Regions from separate parts of the Sus scrofa genome. Here region 1 is linked to region 2. Evidence: chromatin contacts called from public Hi-C data. All regions are on one chromosome and are shown on one strand. Each heading gives the region's core, a stretch centred on a gene start, on an enhancer-like site or on the middle of the called end of the contact. The rest is flanking DNA. Distances are from core to core; before and after follow the strand shown.

Region 1 (3,383 bases), core at 522-3,021, 220 kb before region 2:
CAAATTACAATGGGACACCCCTTCCGCATCACCCCTCTAGAAAACCCCCTTCATATCCCAGGACAAAGTCTCCTATCTGGAATCACCCTCCTCTTGTTATTAGTCCAATCAGGCATATGTTTAGAGGAAAGTGCCTCCTCCAAGCTGACCTCCAGGGATACCTGTGCCTCGCGCCCTGAGCCCACCCCTGTAAGCCATTCTGCTATTTCCCTGCATGTAGCTTGGACCACCTCAGTTCACTTAGCATTCCTCAGCCCAAGCCTGGAGGGTCCTCCTGGTGCTCTTGGCCCTCCATCTGGATCCCCAAAATTTGCCCCCACACACCCTGGTCCTGAGCTGGCCAATATACCCAGGGACAGCAGCCAAGAGGGATCAGAGCTCTCCAAACTGGCCAACTGATTCTTTGTAATGGCGGGGAGGGGTGAGAAGACAGGGCCAGGGTGAAGCCAGGCCAAGCGGTCAAGTGGCACAGGCCATACACACACACACACACACACACACACACACACACCCATTTGTTCATTCTTCAAATGTTCATCGAGTGCCTGCTGTGTGCCAGGTGCTGTTCTGGACACTGGAGATGCAGCAGAGAACAAGCCAGAAAAAAAAAAGCCCTCATGGGGCCCACATCAATGGGGGAAATACACACAGTAAACAGCTATAAAGATATATAGCCTATAGAGCTTGTTGAGTGGTACGTGTTGTGGGAATAGAATAGAAAGAGGCCAAGGAGATGAGGGGTAATGGGGTAGGGGCCAGGTCAAGAAAGGCTACCCTGAGGAAGGGGTGACATTTGAACATAGACTTATAGGAGATGAAGGAGAAACCAAGCCACATCTTCTTCTGGAGGAAGGAGTTCCAGGTGGAGAGGGAACGGCCAGTGCAAAGGCCCTGAGGCAGGACATTTCTGGAATATCTGAGAAGCATCAAGGAGACCAATACGATGGAGGGGGGAAGGAGCAGCATGGAAGAACCGAGTTTCAAATTTTTGCTCCCCAACTTCTTGCTGGATGTCTTTGGCTAAATGGTCACACCCCTCTGAGCTTCGGTTTCTTTCTCTGTAAAATGGACCTGAAAATGTGCCTTGTGTAGCTATTACGAGATTCTGAGATGAGATGTGCAATGTCCTGGCCCAGGGCCTGAGGCCGAGTAGAGGCTGGATAAGCATGTACATGTGGGTACAGCAGGTTTATCACCACACAGACCTGGGGTGGGGAAGCTAGGTTAAGGGACCCTGACAGACCCAGTTGCCCTGTAGGTCACCAGGGCTCATAGGCCGGGCGCCCGCCGGGCCCCATGGCAACACTGCACACAGAGACATCAAACAGGCCCTGCCGAGGAAGTCCCACGTCACTGTGGTTAGGGTGGCTCCTCCCAGCCCAGCCCCCGGCTGGCGCTGTGCTCTTCCTTGCCAGTCAGGGCCCCTGCCTCCCATCACCCTGGTGACATGCTGTGTTATGGACTGAGCAGAGATCCCACCACCTGCCTCCTCGGGAGGGCACCAGCCACTCCCCACATCCCGCAAAGGACATTATGCGGTAGCCCCAGTTCACTGCCACTAACTCTTTCATTTCACTGCCCCAAACTGGGGCTGGGAGCACCAGGAAAGCCCTTGCCTACCCACCTACCGTTCAGAAGGACCTAGAGGTTCTAGGGGATCAGTGGGGACCCCCAGTCAGGTGCCTGAAATCCCCAGGGCAGGGTCTGTCCAGGTGTTGCTCCTGGGCACTGGTGGGGTGAGTCAGATAGGAATAGCCCCCAGGCCTGGCCCAGCCCCCACCTGGGGACTGACTCACCACCCACCCAGAACCGGATGACATCAGAGCCTGGCCGGCCACCCTCACTTGGCACTGGGCCAGAATGGGGGCGCCCAAGAGGTGTCACATCTGGCTGCCCTCTCCCCTCTGATCGGGACCCGGCAGGCGCAGGGTTAAGGAGGGGCCCTCCTGGGGGTCTCCCCCCAATCCCATCTCCCCCTTTTCTCGGGGATTTCGGGCCCCAGCCCCTCTGACGTCACTGGGGGTTGCTATGGCAACTGGCCGAAGTTCCCAAATAAAATTACCGCGGGCGGGTTAAGTTTCCTAGGAGGCAGCCGACGGGTAAACAATGGCGGTGGCAGGCGGGGCCGGCGAGGGGCAGTCTCCCCCTCCCACCCCTCAGTCTGCTGGGACCCGGGGGTCCCCAGGGCGAGGAACTTGGTCCCCTCCACGCCCGGCCCCGAGAGCTCGTGAGCAACAGGGGACCTGGTGCGCAGATGGGGGACAGCGAGGCCACCGCCGAGATTGGGGGAGCCATGGGGGTGAGGGGGACCTCAGAAGGGAGGCTGGGTTGGCGGAGAACAAAGGGGGGACCTGAGGCCTGGGATCCTCCTTCTGCACACCCTGCCTCCCCCGCCCCGCCCCCGGCCGGCCGCCAGTCCAGCTGTGGCTGCTCCCAGCTGCCTGGCTCCCCACATCTGGCGGGCCGCGCACTCACTTCCTGTCGCCCCGGCTGCCTGGAGGGAGGTAAAAATAACCCTCCCCCTCCCCCTGCCGGCGGGAGCAGACGGCGGATCCTCCCGGCTTGGAGGAGGGAGAGGTCGAGCCGCCTCCTGGGAGAGGAGCACCCCCTCCCGCCGCCGCCCCCCCCCCAGGCAGACTCCCGTCCCGCCCACTGCCTCGGTGTCCTGGGAGGAGGGGCGCAAGTGGGGTGGTACAGATCCCAGGCTGCAAGGGGGGATGCTGGGGAATCTACTGCATTAGGAAGGGCTTTACCTGGGCCACCAGAAACCAAGGGAACCCTGGCGTCCAAGTTCCGCCGTGGAGGGAGTGGGGTGCCAGCTCTAATGTCTAGTGAACTGTAACCAACATGCCTAGGTTCCAATGGGGGTTTGTCACTCACTAACTATAAACAAGACACCAAAACAAAGCAAAACCAAAAAAACCCTCTCTGGGTCTCAGTTTACCTATCTGTAGAATAGAGATAATAGTAGTAGCCACTTCAAAGTATGTTTGCTCCATCATTTTATCTATTATCATTTTCCCATCCCAAGCCCCCCCCCCACACACACATCCTGGAGACCCTCAAGTACTGCCAGTTAAAAATACAGAACATTCCGAGTAGCCCTCATGGCCAGCTGAAATGAATAGGACTAGGAACCATGAGGTTGAAGGTTTGATCCTTGGCCTCACTCAGCTCCGTGGATCCCACGTGCGTTGTGGTGAGCTGTGGTGTGAGTCACAGACACAGCTCGGATCCTGTGTTGCTGTGGCTGTGGCTGGCAGCTGTAGCTCCAATTAGACTCCTAGCCTGGGAACCTCCATATACAGCGGGTGCGGCCCTAAAAAGCAAGAAAAAAAAAAAAATACAGAACACTCAGTTAAATTTGATTTTCAGATAAACAA
Region 2 (3,190 bases), core at 385-2,884:
CTCGGACGCTGCGGGTTGAGACCAGTAAATGGGAAGGACCTATGTGGATGTGGCCTCCCTTTTAAGCTCTGACTATTTCTGGGTAACTGGAAGGGGATCCTAGCTGAGGTCCAGCTTTATGCCTGGAGTGATGACAATTTAAGAGCTGGAGGAACTGAGGAAGGGGCTCAAGGCCATTTCTGAAGGCATTTCCAGATACCAAAATCTCTTTCCCTGGCTGGCTGGAAAAGGCCACTATTTGGGGGCTGAGGGAGAAATAGGCTCTTCTCTGGTTGAACCCTGGGAATGATCAGAATCTATTTGTCCCTTGGCAGAGAGGCATTAGATGTCACCCACTACTCCTCCCAATTGCCATCCCTTGAGTCCTCTTTCTCACCATTCCAGCTCAAGCTGAAGGAGGCTTGTTAAAGCCAGACACTCTTCATCCCAAGCCCGGAGCGGGTCAAGAAGCCTGGGGGACTGGGTGAATGACGAAGCCTCAGTTGTGAAACAACCATTTATTGAGGGGCCCTCTGAGGAGCCTAGAGCCTTCCAGAGATGGGAAGGGGCTCTCTGCTGACACCTCCACCCCCCAACCCAGGAAAAACGACGCAATGAATTTTCCAGCAAGATCAGCTCAAACTTGGCTTTGGAAGCACTGAAGCAGTTCTCTAGGTTCATAAACAGTCTGCTACCCCAGCCAGGGACAGACGCTTGCTTGGAGGAGGGAGCACAAGCAGAGGAGCAGAGTGACAGAGAGTATCAGGATGAGAGAGGGGCAGAGAGACCCAGAAAGATCCTGTCCCCCATGTCAAGTGACACAGAAGGGAAAAACAATTCTGGAGGTGGCCCTGAGAAATGCTCAAGGAAGGCAAAGTGGGGTTGGAGGGGGCTGTGATAAGGTGAAGAGGGGAAGGGCAGGAGAAAGATGGCGGGGGCTGGAGGGGGGAGGGGTGTGGTCACCAAGTGGCCAAGGTCCCTGCAGGGTGGAGGCAGACCCCACAGCACTCCCAGACTGGCAGAAGAGGTGAGTGTGGAAGAGGTGAGTGAAGAAGTGGGGGGAGATTTAGAATCTGTGCAGAGGTACCAGGAAAGAAGAGAGTGGGGTAGTGACAGGGCCCCATGTGGGGCCTCAGCGGTTATACGTGCCATGGTTGGCAGTGACAGCTGGGGGGGAGCACGGTCTTTGCACAGGGGGACGGTCTTTGGCAAGGGGGCTCCTACGGGGTCTTCTGCGGGCCTTGGGCCCCAACCTTGGACAGACAGGGGGAAGGGTTCGCTGTAGGGTAAACAGAGAGAAATGGGGGGGATAAGGGGAGGGGCCAAGCGGTGATGGACAGGGAGGGGGCTGGCAGCGCGGGGCCGCGATCGGGGTCACGGCCCGGGCACTCACCGCTCTCCTGCTCGCTGCCCTTCTTGGCGGCGGCGGCGTTGCCCATCGCGGCGGCGGCGGCCGGGGCCGGTCCCGGAGCTGCGGCGCGGCGGGTGCTGGAGGCGGCCCGCGGCCCCGGAGCGCGCTGGGCGGCGGCGGCGGCGGCGGCCCCTGGGGTTGGCTGCGCTGGCTGCGGCGCCGCGACCCCCGCCCAGCCCCTGCTTCCCGCGTCTCTCCGCGCCCGCCCGCCCGGGAACCTCAGCCCAAGTCCGCTGCTGCTGCTGTCCGTGACGCCCCCGCAGCCTGCCGCTCATTGGTCTAGGCCTCCCTGACTGACGGCGCTACGCCGCAGTCCATTGGTCCTCCGCAAACCTCCCGTGCTGCCATAGGATCCCGGCCCCTGACACGCCCCTAGAACGCCCGGCCACTCGCGCGCTTCTGAGGCCTCAGCCGGGCGGGCCGACGCGTCTGATTGGTCCAGCCTCCCGACAGGCTCTGGGGCCCGCCCAGCGAGGCAGTCAATTGGCCAAGGCTGGCTGTCCGGCAAACCCTCGGCCGAACGTTCAGTGTCAATCCCGAGGTGAGAGGGCGGGGCGGAGGCTCAGCCCGCCGCCCGGACCTGACGGGCGGGGCGGCAGGCTGAGCCTCGACCCACCGGGTGGGGGGGCGCGGAGGCTCATCCTGTTGCCTGGACCCGCCGGGCGGGGCGGCCGAGGCTGGCGGGCGGCCGCGCAGCGCTCGGAGCCCCAGGCGGCGGTCCAGGCGGGCGCTCGCCCAGCCCCGTATTCGCCGCAGTCCCCCGCCCCCGCTCAGTGCGGCAGCGGCTGCCGGCCAGCCGAGGTTGGCGCCGCGCCCCCCCCACCCCACCCCGCAACCCCGGCGCAGCCGCTGTCCACCTGCCAGCGGGGGAGGAGAGCAGCAGGCGCCGCGGGTCATAGGTCGCCCGGCCGCCGGCCGTCGTCATTCATAAGGCCTGGCGCAGGATAGCTGCAGGCCCCGGGGCCAGGCTGCGGTCCTCTTGGGTCTCTCTCAGCCACAGCCTGAGCTTCTGGAGGATGCTGGGCTGCAGGAGCAAGGGGATGTTGGGAGGGGGCGCTCACTAGCCATCCTTTTTTACTGGGTCCCCAACTTGGGCTCATGGCAGTGGTGAGCTAGCGCTCATTAAATACGTTATTTCGTACCACACTCCTATCACGTAGGCACTATGATCATCACTCCCATTTTACAGATGAGGAATGGGGCACAGCCAAGATGGGGATTCCCTCTGTCTAGGCAATGCAAAAGGAACGGCCCCTCCTGGAGCAGAGTAGCAAAATTGCCCCTTCCTTAGGGTGCCCTTTTAATATACTGAGGACAGTTTCCCACTGCCACATTTCTGACATTCAGGGCCGGACCAGTCTATGCTGGCGTGGGAGTGAGGAGTGGTCCTGTAGGGTGTTTAGCAGCATCCCCAGTCTGCCACCTGGATGTCAGTAGAACCTTCCTCTCCTCCACCAGCTGTGACAACAAAAGCCACCTCTAGACACTGTTCAGTGTGTCCTGGGGGGCAAAACTGCCCCCAGTTGAGAACCACTGATGTAGAGGAAGGCCCAAACGGGGTGACACAAGGGGCAGGAGATTGGATGAGCCAGCTCTCCTTGGCTTGGAGGGGCCAGCTGGTCTAAGGTCTACAAGTCAATTTGCTCCTCTGCTTCTGGATTTGTACAACCTGCACCCCATCTAGCAGCAGTCTGGACCCATGTTCCTAAGTCTACCAGTCTCAGGAAGGGAAGATGCTGGTTTTTTTTGTGAATTATGAGGAAACGGCTCATCAGCCAAACCACTCCACCTGGGGCTGTG

What was found. A called contact is a pair of places that touch in the nucleus more often than the background predicts.
Region 1: a contact with region 2 is called in a Hi-C map of heart right ventricle, with 1.9 times the contacts expected there. The contact joins the enhancer-like site here to the promoter of PRKACA in region 2. A contact is called at or near these places in 2 of 47 Hi-C or Micro-C datasets (embryonic fibroblasts and heart right ventricle) and 1 of 2 datasets of contacts at active chromatin or transcription factors (alveolar macrophages).

The regions. Positions count from the first base shown.
Region 1 is chr2:65,297,874-65,301,256 of Sscrofa11.1, reverse strand. No RefSeq gene overlaps it. Among named protein-coding and RNA genes, the nearest start is that of MIR23A, 8.6 kb to the left of the region's middle. Within about 2 kb of position 1,771, at least 66 of the 83 cell types and tissues checked have an H3K27ac peak or open chromatin away from gene starts, as enhancers often do. A contact at or near this core is called in alveolar macrophages and embryonic fibroblasts, where this site is marked.
Region 2 is chr2:65,073,320-65,076,509 of Sscrofa11.1, reverse strand. It overlaps PRKACA (cAMP-dependent protein kinase catalytic subunit alpha), which reads right to left and starts at 1,634. Exons shown (of 10, transcript XM_003123353.4): 1 at 1,373-1,634. The coding sequence starts at 1,418.